Regions from separate parts of the Gasterosteus aculeatus genome. Here region 2 is linked to region 1. Evidence: chromatin contacts called from public Hi-C data. All regions are on one chromosome and are shown on one strand. Each heading gives the region's core, a stretch centred on a gene start, on an enhancer-like site or on the middle of the called end of the contact. The rest is flanking DNA. Distances are from core to core; before and after follow the strand shown.

Region 1 (7,156 bases), core at 2,990-5,489:
CCAGGCGTTGCACACCGTGCCCGTCAGTAGTGGTCATCACAGCCGGAGAATAGACCAAGTCCCCAATGGATACGACACTGACAGCAGCCAAGACTCCAGGGAACGTCCCATGAGCAGAGGGAACCACCGCAGCAGGCCCGACCGCCCCTGGAAGCCCGTGCGCGAGGCGTTAAACGTGGACAGCGTTTTAAGCGGCGTCCACCCGGCCGGTCAGGAGCGACGGCAGCAGAGCCCCGCGCGGAGGAGACCCAGCAGCCAGTCGCCCTCCCGAGACCGGGAGCGCGAGTCCTCGTGGGCAGGCCGAGAAGAGCGCCAGCCGAAGAGCCTCATGACCATCTACGAGGACGAGCAGCGGCACGAAACGGGCGGCAGCCGAAGCTCGCTGGACTCGGACGGCCGCCACAGCGACAAGGACCGGCCCAAGGGCTCGGCGGTTCCGAAAGTGAGGAACGACAACTGGAAGATCCAGCGGGCTGAGTCCGGATACGAGAGTAGCGACAGACTCAGCAACGGCTCGGCAAGCCTCGACTCCCCTGTGGTGGACAACCTTTCTTCCAAAGACCTGCGGACCATTCCTGAGCTGCAACTCACGAGGTGAGAACTTGGACTTGGAGTTTCCGTCAGCCGGATCCGTATTCGTGATACAAGTGTCCGTGCTCTCTCTCATCCCACACATGCACTACTCATTTAGCTTGATTTGTGGCTGAAAAGTGATGCCGTCATTAAATGATTAAACATTACAAACAAACCGTTCTAAGAATAGCAGGAGCCGTTTAACATGAACGCGAGGCAGATGGGCCCGCCCTGTTCTACTTTGCTGTCATTTGATGGCTTTGTAGTCCAGGTGGTGTTTGGAGATAATGATCCAAACTAGCTGACATCTCCCGCACCCAGAAGGGGAGAGCCAGCAGATAAATGACTCGCTCAACCGCAAGTCAATTATTCAAGCCCATTGCTTCACACTAGATTGTTCCTTTAGTTCCGTGACTCTGTTTAGGCCTGAAGAAGCTAGAAATGTATGAGATTTGCATTTTATTTTGGTAATATGGCGTGACTTTTTTGGTTTTCTTCTTCCAACCAGTTTCATTAGGTTTTTAGACATTTATGAGAACAAAAATGGTTATACATGGATCTGTACATACCCCACAGTAAGCGGTACCAACTAGGGATAAAAACACAAGGAATCCATTTAGAAAATAAGACATTTCCTTTTACGTCGACAAAAACAATACAGCCTCAGATCGCACCACCTGATAAATAAATAAATACCTGAATTTATTTTGTATTTTAGGGATCACATCCCTCAGAGACGAAGTGATGATTTGTATGCTGACTTATTGCACTCCACAAACTCCACTGGTAAGTGATTCTCACACTTACTCCACGCCTTATTCCACACTTGGTTGGTTTAACGCTGCAGGTTATTCTGTATATTGCTGTGACATCATCAGAGAGCTAACATTTGAGACATACAGCTGTAAAGAAGATATGTCTACATTTAGGTTAAAAAAAAGAAATGTTGAATGTTTAGCCATCCTTTGGCAATTTACACACATGAATCCAGAAGAGAAATAGTTTTTAGGTGCGTGACGTCGAGATAAGCCACACGTGAAATCAGTTCCTCACAATGGCTTGGCCGTGACATTAAAGACATTCCCTGTGCCCAGTCAGAGTCACTGTTGTAAGGATCTGAATCATTAAGATAGTACTCAGCAATTTCCTTGATTTATTGTTCCATCAGTAGTGTAAGGTCACAGCCTGATTGATACTGGGATACTGTATGGAAATAGGTGCTCTGGTTCCTCGCTGACTGGCCTTGACCTTTTTGTCCTGAGTAAAGTTTATGTAATGCAGCACACACACAGAAGTGTGCATCGGCTTCAAAGAGACATCACCCCTTTGGACATTATTGATGGAAAATGTGGTTTGTGTCAGGTCGTCTGTCCTTCCTCTCCCTTCCATTTTGGGGAAAGAAATTAGTATGAAATGATGAACGCACTAGGGGCTTGGTCGCCTGGACGCCCCTCACATTCTTTATCCAGCACATGCTTCCCTGTGATGCAGAGAGAAGAGGGAGGAAAATATACTTTTAAATGAGTATCTTAAAGAAATGCCCTACTAATTCCCTCAACACGAACATGCTGAGATAATCCAGAATAAGATGGGAAGATGAGAGAGCTTGCAGGGGCCTCCCAGCTGTGCCCGGCCGGGCAGAAAATGACATGGCTGGGCCTGTCAGAAGAGGCTATTCAAACATGAGGCAATGAAAATGCCATTTAGTAGCGCTGCGGTTATTTCAAGGTCCCAAAGAGTTATGAAATGCGGCTTAGAAAAAACTGCTAGAATTCATCTTCCCTCAGTTTTATTTGGAGTTGGAAATAGCGTTCACACAAGTGCGGTGAGTTGGGGAAACCAACATAAATGCTAAGAAAACACCCATTTTCTTATTGAGTTTTGGTTAACGGAAATTTGAATCCGAACGGCTCGTCTGTAGCTTTTCATAATCGATTCATTCATTTTCTACTGAGGTTTTTAAATTTTAGTTTGAGACCCACTGAATGGTTTTACCATTTCACCTTTGCCCCTGCTTTAGGCCTCGTCTTTGATCAGGAAGATTTGAGAAGATTATCTTAAGTGTCTCAAGTTGGCACAGTTGGTCGCAGTGCAGGATGGTTTATCTTAAACTAAGACTTCTATTATAATCTATTAGATAATGATGATTACATGAAGAGATATGGCAGCCATATATATATATATATATATATATATATATATATATTCTAGCTGAAACAATGCTTGTAAAACAAGTTCAGAAATAGATCAAAAGGAGTAATGGTGAGTATTACCCTTCATGGAGACGCCGTGCATGGTGTATTTTTGCATACATCTTCTGCAGGTTGGGTTGGCGTGATGAGACAGCGAATGAGCGCATGTCTTCACTGCATTGGGCATAGTGATCTAAAGCCTGTGCCATACCACCACAGAGTGATTCTGACCGATAAAATAGTTGAAAACTTTTTCCCCGGGCATAATTTCTCTTCCCCACATGGCTCGGGACTCGATGAAAAACTGCACTGCAAAAACGCCTGTGAGTCTGACTGATTTTTAAGTACCCCAGACAGCAGAACTACAAATCTCAACCTGACAGCCTTAGAACTGAAATCATCTCATCAACAAAACTTCAAAGGGCTGTCAGGAATTTATGCATGTTCAATTTTTTCAAAAACTAGTTTAGATTTGCTTTCATGGTCTGTGCAGAGGCCCATTTCCTATTTGTTCGAGGAGTTTCACACTCTGGCGGTAATTGAAGTGATGTCAGATCACAGAATGTGTTCCCGTCAGTTAATAGTCCCCAAAACGTTTGGTGGGTAACCGCAGCCCCCAAAACGGATCCTCTCTTGAACTTTTCCCAGTTATGCTTCATGTTGAAATATTTATCCGAGTATATAGTAGCGCTCGCACGGTGTGGCTCTTAATATGTCAAAGCTCACACATTATTGAGGCTTTTAAAAATATGAGGCTATTCTCCACTTTCATTCATCCCAGTAAGTTACTTGCTTTCAATTTAACATGCGATTGGAAGAAGTTGTCGCACACCATTTTGGCAAAGTTCCAATAGTTCATTGAATGCTACTGAGCCGTAGCCTAATCCATGCAACCACAGCACGTGGACGGCTTCCCGGGCGAGTGCAGTCGGCCCCGTAAACATCAGAACACCTTGAGTACATCCGACTCTCTGGCAGAGATCCTCAAATTCCACCGAGATGAACGTATCCTTGTGACGAGCCGGACCCGAGGACCTAAAGAAGTGATTTGTGATTAAAGCGATTATTTAAAAGTTTTCTTTTGTCCACGGTGATGTCACCATAAGGGTGAGAGGATTTTTGGGAGAGGGGGAATGAAAACCCCATTGTAAACTGCGTTTCCTCCTCTTTTTTTTGAGAATGATGTTGCAATTGCTTGCCAACATTGCAGATCAGCGTCATCAAATTGTGAATTTCCACATGGACTTAGCGGCTTAAAAAATGGAATGGTGTTGTGGAGGGGATCTGGAGTCTGGAGTCTGACCCTGGTGTAATTGCATGCCAGCACAAAGGGTTTAGCCACTAATGCTTTGAGAAAGCACTGGAGAGAAGGAGTGGGGGGGGGGGGGGGGAAGAGGGTACGCTGACACATCACAGATGGTCCTCAGCCACTCGCTCTCTTCCTTGTCCTGCTAGTCAGCTGTTGTCTGTCACAGGCCTTGTGGATCACACCCACCCCGCTAACTTGGCTAAGCTCCACACCTCGGCCTGCACCTCGGGGGGGGGGCTGTTTCTAAACATGTGCTCCTGCTGCTCTAATGGCTGAAATCAAACTGATCGCGGCATAATTCGCTGATATCACTGTTCTTGACATCAGCGATTCAATGGAATTATTCTTGTTTTCATTAGCACGCCTATGATCCAACTTCTAAATCTGCGCGAGTTCATTCAGGGTCCTCTTTGTTTTATTAGCGCTGTTCGCTCAAAGCCAGCTGGATGTGAACCCAAATTCCCTTTGAGGGGCCACGTTCTTTGGCTGGCTCAGACAGTCGGAGTGGTACACAGGGGGCCCGAGGGCGCTCTGCCAGACTCGCTGCTTTGATACTTCCTCTCACAGCACCAGGCAAAAGGCCTCACCATGACCTCTGTTAGATAACATGGACGCAGGACACAAAAAAAGTACTCTAGCTTTGTTCAAATATAAATACCAATGGCAGATGTTCTATTTTTTTTGGACCATCTGCTAGTGATGTCCATGGCTTTCCAAATGAGTGTGTTGTGATAGCAAGTGCTCATGAGGCTTGGTCATTGTTTAGGTGAACAAGAAAGACGATCTCCAGATCTACGAGACGGAGACATCCTGTCTGGTCAGCCAACACAAAGGTAAGAGAAGGGCTGTGGAAGAATACTGCCAGTCGTCTGTTGATTTGGAACAGCGGCAAGTTAAGTACAGTTTTTTTTTTTTTTCCCCCTCCTACAGAAGACGCGCCTTCCGATACACTCCTGGGATTTTGGAAAGGAACAACGGTCCGGACAGCGAACCGGAGGACGACGGGGACGGGAGCCCCGTGAGCCCCGTCCCTGGCTACTTCGCAAAGACCAGCAGCTCCGAGTGGAACAGCTCGGACGACCTCGCCGGGCCCTTCTCCGAACAAGACGAGGCCGGCACCGCGGCCCGCCTAGACCCTTTCACGCACAACCGCCCCCCGCCCCTGCCCCCAAAGACCTTCGGCGGCGGTCACGCCGACGCGTCGGCCGTCCACTCCCGACCGCCGGAAGTGCCGGCGCGGTTGAGCCCCCGCTACGGGCCCAAAAGCGACTCGTCCCCGCTGTCGCACACCGCCCTCCGTCGGTGGATCGAAGCTCCCGCCGAGCACAGGCTTTCGTCGGATGCCAGCTCCAGGTCGGGGTCGTCGGATCAGGACCGGAACGACCTGTCGGCCAGCGAGAGCGACGAGAGGTTGCCCGGTCCGGACCCGGGGCCCCGCGACGGCACGGGCTCCCCCGCTCAGACCGATGTGGCTTTTCCCACCACTTACTTTTCGGTGGATAGCTGTATGACGGACACTTACAGGGCCAAATACCATAAGAGACCCGGCGCCCACGTGAAGGCCGACGACCACACGTCCTCGGGGGAGAGCGATGTGGAAGGGAGGCTGCCTTTGTCAGACGTTCAACCCCCGCAGCTTATCAAAAGCAGATCGGAATTAGGTAACGATATTATTATTGTTTGAGTAACTTCTTTTCAACGCCTTTTGTGAATGTTCTGATTAATCTCTGCCCTGGCTTTTGTCTCGCAGGCTATCCTACCACAAAGACTACTGCAAAGTGGAACATGGTTACTTCAAAAGGACTCGATGAGCATGGTTTCCTATGATTTTAGGTGCCGGCCTCGTCAATCGACCTTGTGTAATCCAAAAATAATTGCTATGCACTACGACTGCTACAGTTTGACTCCTTCTGACTGGGATGTGTATTATCATGTATACTTGTCACACAGAAAGTCGGACATGAAACTGGATGCCAAAGAGATTGCTAAAAGAATGGCAGGTGTCCTTAATAGCTATCGTTCAGTTTTGGTATGAACAACTAAACGCTTTGAATGAATAGTGAACTTGCACAGTACCGCAGAGGTACAGAGGCGAAAGAATGTTGCTGTTAGGACTGCTGGCGTTGAAAAGCAAAAGGGGGTTGGGTTCGTAAAGAATGTGTCACTAGAAGCCGCTTTTCCAATCGAGAGATTCTACGTTTTATTTCGTGAAACGCTTTTATTTGCTGATTTCGAGCCTGCAGGTTTAATGTTACAAGGGGTCTGCCTCTCTTTGTCACATGGTAGACTAAGCTCTCAGTTGGTGTTGAAGGAAAAACAAAAGGTTCCTTTAACATTCTTTGGTAGATTTTGTAAAGTAATGCAACCTGTTGATCGGCCTTTTGGATCCCAAGGATCCGTGTGCATACGAAGTTCTGGGAGGCCCTCAGGTTTCTTTCTTTTGCCTGATGAGACTTTGTCAAAGGAAAGAAACGGCAGAGAAACCCTCTTCTTGTTGGTACAAGAGTTTTATTGACCTTTGCAAATTAGACCTACAGGGATTTCTTCTGCCTCGCTCTTGACAAAACTTTAACTCAGAGTAGATCTCATATCTCTGACCAGGGCCTATGAAGGTACATATGCTAATAGATTGATTGTTGGTAGGTATGTGGCATGGTAACCTCGAAGGATATCCCACTTTACTTACATGCACATCCTCACACTCCCTGAACAGTTTGTTTTTGTCTTTGAACTGTGTTTCTATTTGTTTTTCTTTAACACGCTGATCAGTAGGCTTAATTTGATTTGTTTATTTTTTTAATCAATTATGCAGTTCCCTCTCATGTTTCTTATGAATAAATTGTCATCTACGGATGGATGAGCATTTGTAATTGTTTTGAGAGGGATTATTGATACGGTTGTGAATCTGAGTAGTGTCTACATTTTGTTAATAACTGTTTAATATATGCAGCAGACTCTAATGCACAGTGCCTTTTGTATTTTTCTATGTCATGGTCGCATTAGATTGGAAACATGGTTTGTACAATTCTGTGATTTTTGAATAGTTTTTGCATTTGTATTGATTAATAATTGTTAAATAAAC
Region 2 (7,156 bases), core at 3,088-5,587, 39 kb before region 1:
CATATTTAGATTTTAAATGTTTGTTTCAGACTTCATGCAATAAAGTCTTAATAAAATGGAGACAAAACAAGTCACGTTAGGTTCAGAGACCACACCATAATGCAAATGTCAAATGTATGTTGACACCACTAAACGTTGGAATCTGAGACTTGGTATCACATTTTTATTCAAAGCAACGCAGAACACCTTCCACTCTCAAATGAAATAGACCCAAAATAAAAAAATATGTCCTTGCTAGACATGTTAAAATCTGCATACGCAATTCAAGGCATACTGTTTTTTTGTCAATTTCCAGAATTAAAAAGATATTAATACATCATCTAGTAATCTGCTCGTCCTTTCTTGTGTAAACTCTAATCCAGGATACTACTGCCAGAGGCCCTTTAGGCCTACCAGATAACTGATAACGGTCATTTATTACCTTTTACTCATTCAGCTAGTCTTATTTCTCTATGACGGCACTATCGTCTGCTTTGTTCTTTTCTCTTTTGCCACCCCTTGCCGTCTGCTCATCTTTTACATCTTCTGCCAGATGGTGGCAGCACTGCCTTTTCTCCACATCTGCCATATCCAAAATAATGTATTGTCAGACACGATGTAGGGTACAGAGGAGCTTTGTCATTCTACATAACCTTTGTCTGTTTATGCATCCTAATGTGTGTATTAGTTTACATTACACCATCTCAAAATACAAATATGAAATTCCAAATCTCATTTTCATACTTACCTTTTGCTGTACTGCAGAGCAGATGCAATGGAAAAAAAATGACTGTGGGTTACTCTGGAAAGCCCATAATCCAGTTCTATGAAACGAGGGCATTCCACTATGTTTGGACAAATGCTAAATCACTGGGTTGAGGAGGCTTACTATAGGACAATAAAGTCAACAATTAGTTTGAAATAATGTTTATTAGAGCTTGTGAAAGTTCATTCAATAATAAAAAAGAGAATGAAATTAATAATGAAATACAACATATGAGTATTATAGCACCTAAAAAAAGTTTTTTCTATTTTTCTAGGTTTTGCAAGCTGTGTGAAAATCCTTACTAAAATAAATATGTCTGAATCTTTCTTTCCAGTTACATGGCAGGAGCTACTCCCTTTCCCCACCAGTCACAGTACCGTCTTCTTCTCCCAAGCCCCCGGCTACAGCCCTCGCAGGACGACAGGCGTCATGGCCACACAAAGGCCGCAAACCCCTTATGCCCTGGGAGGCCGCCTCCCGCCATCCCCTGGGCCTGGTGGATGAAGCCTTTGCTTTCCAGAACCTCCAGCAAAGCCTGGCGACAAACGTCCGCATGGCAGCCCAGCGCAAAATGTTGCCTGAGCCGCCGGCAGAGTGGAAAGCCAGGGTGTCCTACGACGCCCGGCCGAAGACAGGCAGCCAGACTTGGAGGCCGAGCCAAATGGCAGTCAGAGCAGAGCTCCGCTGCCGTCCTTTGGGTCCGCCCCGGCTCGTCACGTTGATTACCGGTCCCTGCCCAGACAGTGGCAGCTTCAGAGGTCAGTCACGCAGGCAAACCCGAGGCCCCCAGTGTCCTGCTCTGAGTCCAAGAGGCCCGCGGGAGAACAGACTTACAAGTCTGCGTACACCAGCAACACTTGGAGTTGGAGGCGGTAGAACACAACTCAACCAGTGTGATAAGAAAACTCGTTTTGCTGATCCCATAATAAATTGAGGAACGTTTCATTTTTTAACTGATATTATAACAAACAATAACATGGTGAGTGAGCTGGACAGATTGCTAGAATGATTGTGGTTCTCTGATTTACTATTTTTTCTTTTTGCTGTTGAATACAAATAAGTGTAAAAGATTAAGATGAAATCTAATGAATGCCATAATCAAATGTGAAAAGGGATGATTACTCTCACAACATATGAGTAATTAACGAATTATCTCTAAAACATTCAAATGACAACTTTGTAGTTTGGTAAGTACTCGGAAGTTGGCCTGTACGATGAGTAAGATGTAAGTCAGAGTAAAATGATGTTGATTCAAATGAGGGAATAGACAGGTTTGGGAAGAATAGAGAAATGATTGATTATAAAATAACAGGATATCTGGAGACAACTGTAACTGTTGACTGTTAAGCCTTCAAAATGTAGGACACAGGTTTATTACAATATCCTAAGAAAAGATGTTTCTGAGGATGCTAAAAGGGAGAAAGAAACAGTGACCCCAATTGTTTTAAGTTTGTGAATTTTTCTCTTGGTTAAAGTTTCTGCCGCGGATGTGGTGTGTATTTAGCATGCAGTGATTGCACACTTTTTTTTCAATCAAACAAATGAGGACTTTTGCAGTGTTTCCAGTTGAGCAAATAATTCCACCCTCATTCAATTATTTATGCATTAGACATGAGGCTTAAAAGATGAATGCTATGACTCAGCATCTCTAATAACTTTTAGCAGAGTGGAGGGCCCAACAATACACTTATTTTCCAGGTGCATTTTAATTAGTGCATTAGAACACCACTAACTAAAGATTGGGGTTTTTTTTTGGGGCACCTAAACTGAATTGGCCCATTACACTCATAGCTAGAATTGACCAATGTTGTTTAGTCCTAATTCTGAATAGAGTGAAATATAAATCTCGCTGGTAGGTCTTGGGACTGGGAGAATTGCTTGTAGTAGGTAATGAGTTTGTGATTAGCGTTTGGTTTGGGCTTTCTGCATAGACTCCAAAGATTAGAGCAAGGTTTGTGTTCCCACAGAGTAAATAATATCTCAATGTGATTCTCACCAAGCGATCTTATGAACATGAATAACATTCAGCACACGTCGTCGTGTTTTGCCTCATCTGACTCGGCATCCTGACACATAGTGTCTGAGATGGTTATACTGCATTGCTTCCATTCAGACAGCACTTATGGTCATAATGTAACACCAGTAATTAATTTCTGCTCCAAACTATTTCAGATATGGATTCTCAAAGCCTTTTGAAAAATAAACACAAGCAAATAGAATTAGTTCACAAATTGTACAGTGTTTTTGTGCTCTTTGCTCTCTATTTCTATTATGTCGTGCTTGGCCCTGGGCCACAAGATGCTTGCTGTGCCATCCCATGAAGCTATTTGTATGACGTGTTGTCTTGAAGAGTCACTCGCTCCGTATCCAGCGGAGGGGTCTAGGGAGGGGTTGGTGGGGGCTTGTTCCTATGGTGACCACCAGTTACATAATAACAGTGCGTACCTACTGTAGCAGAACTATGGAGAATGAGAGACAAAGACACCGAGGGAGATGACAAACAGAAATCATTTCCCTACCTGTTCAAATGTCAAAAATACTGTGAGGATTTCAAACATTATTAAAATGGTGGCACGCAATGCACAGCACTTTGAAATATTTAATTTGATGTTTTTTTTCATGGCAACTGCTACCATCCAACTTTATGCTTTCCCTTCCCTGCACCGTGCTGCAAACTCGACCTACCTTCCTTTATTTGTCTCAGTAATTAAGTTAGGAATTATATTGGTAAGAGGTAAATTAAATTGAGCAAAGTAAATAAAAGCATCGTGACTGGATTATAAAGTGAGTGCACCTTATTAGGTCTTCGTCCTTTATCACATGATGGCATTTAAAACAAATAGCATCTGATGGTCTGTAGGTCCTCGGGGGGTAATGTTCCCACGCAATATGTCACTGAATATAATTATTGTTAGCCGCAATCCTGGAGCGCTGACTAAGGCAACTGCAGCTGAAACAACTTAATTTGTTATGTAAAAGCTTTGTCAGTGGTTTCCAAGAGTATTCTAAACCTGTAGGAGCTTTCTAATTAATGTATATGTGTAAAATCTTTAGGTTGCAACAGCTTATTGCTCTTTGCTTTGCAGTTTAGACCAAAGATTGTATTGTATTGACCTTCAGTATGCCACAGAAACAGGCTACACATTCTCAGGTAGTCAAGGTGACTTGAGAAGAGGTAAACCACAGTGAAGCAAGCAGGAATAATATAGACCAATGATTCACAGGCTTTTTTGTAAAATAGCCCCCACAGCAGATTAACTAGTCACCCCTTTATTCACTCTACCCATCATTTTTTTGTCTCTTTGAATAAATTCTATAAAACACGATTTAATGTCAATCCTTTATCATCTGTTTTTAGCATTACCCATAACTTCCAGCTACACGGACTGTGTCAACTCTTCCGCCGCCATGCTAATTTTAATCTAATATCATTTTTTATTACTTAATAAAGTGCGGACATACCCGCTGGGATACTCCTGGTTTGAAATCAGTAATATTGATCCTCCTGCTGCTGGCAGGAAGATAGATGGCTAGATGGAGGGCCCATCGAGCAGTAGCGGCGGTGCTCTAAATTTAGTCACCCATCTGCTTGTGAACTAAATACCAATGACAACAGTCAAAGTGACACCCTCCCGCCCACCCACTCATTCAGTCGCCCAGTCAGTCGGGCTGGCCTGCAGCCCCCTGCGCTCGCCCTCCCAATGACAAACCCCAGTGTCGGGAAGCACAAGCTCCTACGGGTTGCACTACCCAGTCTGACCTTCTCTCCTCTTACCTTTCTCACGTCCTACCCTGAGGAGACAGGCACGAGTTAGGACTCCGCCCAAAGGGGTCCTTCAGGACAGGTAAGCCATCACTCGGGCCTCTGGAGGTGTGCTCCTCAGTTCTAACATGACACTTTCACTTTGACTCGAGCATGATTTTCACAAACCACTTACGTTCATTCCCTCTTCCTTTTCCTGCCGATCAAACTGCTTGCTTTTTTTAAATCTGTGCTTTTGATTTATGAAAATCCTCTTTTCTTACTGCTTGTCCATTTTATGTGGCGAGTAATCTGATTTAACAGAGGCAAATAGATGTATATATGTTTGCTGATAATAAAATGAATACAACTGATAGTATTCTGAAATAATTTGCTTGGTAAAGAGACTTTGGCCATGAAAGGCTTCTTATTTCCTCCAAGAAACTTTGTTGAAAAAAATGGATCAAGTGGATTGGAATGAACCATTTGTGTTCACTGACAGCTTGGTGTAACTTCCCCAAGGCTATTTCAGCCTATTTCATCAAGTTTTGCTGTGACGGCAACACGTTCCCTATCTGTGTCCTTTCAGCACATTTGGGTGTTTTCAAACCTATTGATTCCCGGACGCCTGACACAGCTGGTTGCCACGTCTGAAGAGCATGTGCTTGGCGTTTAACAGCCCAAGGTTATTTAAAGGGATGTGCTAACTTTGCCCTTTTCACTGCACCAATAAATCCTATCTGCTCCGACGGGCCTTTGTGCTTGGTGTGTGTTCTCCATGTCGGCCAATCGATGGTCAACATTTGCTGCCGTGTTGTCTTGCTTTTGTGTCTCGTTGGACGTTTGAAGGGGTTTGCACTGATGTGCTTTGTCTCCTTTGACTTCTTGCCTCACCCCCTTACTCCCCAGGGGCAGCCATGTCACAGTTCTCCACCATGACGACTAGGGAGAGGCAAATGCAGGCGGCCGCAATCTGCAGGGAGGTTCAGGCCCAGGAAGGTAGCCGTATCATTTCCCTCTCGTTTTCTTGTTGCGTCCTTTCTTTGCTTCTGTTTCCGTCGCGCCTCCTTCTCCTCACGTTCATCACATATCCACAAAGGCAAGGATTTAATCACTACACATTTCATTTCTCGGTCATATGAACTTTACTGTCAACCCTGGCTCAAGTTGCCAGACGTACTGCACACCGCCACATTCACTTTATAGAAGGTATGAGCGCACCGTTTGCCAGTTGCCAGCCCTTCTATGACCCTAACTATAAATAAGTAAATGAAAAACTTTTATGAGCCAAAGTAACTAATCCCTTTGTCGTTGTCCTTTTAAACACGCTATTTCCAGGGGAGGACAACTGTGTGGCTGGGTCTGAAGGCCACTGACAGCTGAAAGATATTCTGGCAAATGATGCACCTCACACTTATAAATGGGCCTGTGACATCTCCATGATCAGCATGCAGTAGCGAGCACGTGGTGGTAACCGCTAAACATGCACATGAGTGGAATACGAGAGAAGATAATTGCTCGTTCATCATATTGGCAGGATTGCCAACTCGGCAGTCCATGTTGAGGGCTTTTGTTGCAGCAGTCTTCGATTTTTCTTTTTCCCCGCGTGAATATAATATATGTTCAATGAGGTTTGATAGGCGGGATTATGGGAAATTGGAAAAATAAGTATTTCTAGTCTGAAATCAATCAATTCCCAGGTATATATTGTATACTCAAGCCATTCATTGTTTTGCATGTCTCCTTCTGTCCAGACGTAGAGATGGATCTTGGCAAGAAAATTAACGTGCCAAAGGACATCATGCTGGAGGAGCTGTCTCTCGCCTCAAACCGGGGCTCCCGTCTCTTCAAAATGCGCCAGAGACGCTCAGAAAAATACACTTTTGAGAGCATCCATAATGAGAACAACAAACAGCTCAATGTAGGTGGAAACTGTGATCCAATAACCATATATGAATGAATGCATAAAATACACAAAAACACACATGCATAGGAAAATTGAGTAAATTGGAGTAAATTCTGTCCACATTGATGTTTACGGATGTTTAGAACACTCGTAAAACACAAGTGTTGCATGTAATTGTAACACTGTTGGACAGTATTCTCTTCAAGCACATTTGTCCCACAGCTTTGTTCTCCATCACTTGAAAAAAAACAAAAAACACTCAAATTCCCGGGTGTACGTGGGAAAGATAAAGCACTTGAATGTTTATTTGACTCGGCGGACTTAGCGCAGGATAGCATAGTTTCCGTCAGTCATAAAAAACTTTATAAATGCCCTTTTGTGTATGGATTGGCAGTGAGCCAACTCAGCATTGTCTTTTCCAAGCAGTGCTTATCTTAGCGCGGCTTGGTCACACGTAAAGCGTTTTATGCAGCAAATCTCGCAGTAAAATTGAATCAAGATAAACTAAGTTTCACTTAGTTTCACTGTTGTATCCAATTAATTAGCAGCGGTAGTTACAGCCTCTTTCATTTGCTTGTGTGGTGATACACTTATTGCCCTTGTGAAGTCCATAGATGAAATAATTGTTATGCTCTAAGGAAGCGTTTCGCCTCATCTTTGAAGTGAGAAGAACTCTTCTAACTCTGGTTTGTTTATTGCTCGGGGCAACCGAGGGGTTCTGTTTCAAGTTGTCAACATTTCCTGAGGAAGTCCTGGAGTAAAT

What was found. A called contact is a pair of places that touch in the nucleus more often than the background predicts.
Region 2: a Hi-C map of liver shows a contact between it and region 1, with 4 times the contacts expected there. The contact joins the promoter of myoz2a here to the enhancer-like site in region 1. A contact is called at or near these places in 6 of 6 Hi-C or Micro-C datasets (blood and trunk muscle, liver, skeletal muscle and 2 more).

What each region holds. Positions count from the first base shown.
Region 1 is chr7:7,097,079-7,104,234 of fGasAcu3.hap1.1, reverse strand. usp53a (ubiquitin specific peptidase 53a) reads left to right here. Exons shown (of 17, transcript XM_040181970.2): 13 at 1-594; 14 at 1,292-1,359; 15 at 4,841-4,907; 16 at 5,005-5,735; 17 at 5,825-7,156. The coding sequence ends at 5,901. Among protein-coding and RNA genes, the nearest start is that of LOC144410314, 5.5 kb to the left of the region's middle. Within about 2 kb of position 4,239, at least 3 of the 9 cell types and tissues checked have open chromatin away from gene starts, as enhancers often do. A contact at or near this core is called in liver, where this site is marked.
Region 2 is chr7:7,135,921-7,143,076 of fGasAcu3.hap1.1, reverse strand. It overlaps myoz2a (myozenin 2a), which reads left to right and starts at 4,337. Exons shown (of 8, transcript XM_040181484.2): 1 at 4,337-4,378; 2 at 4,381-4,429; 3 at 4,432-4,590; 4 at 5,397-5,486; 5 at 6,242-6,408. The coding sequence starts at 4,352. It overlaps synpo2a (synaptopodin 2a), which reads left to right. Exons shown (of 5, transcript XM_040181483.2): 5 at 1,080-3,338. The coding sequence ends at 1,679.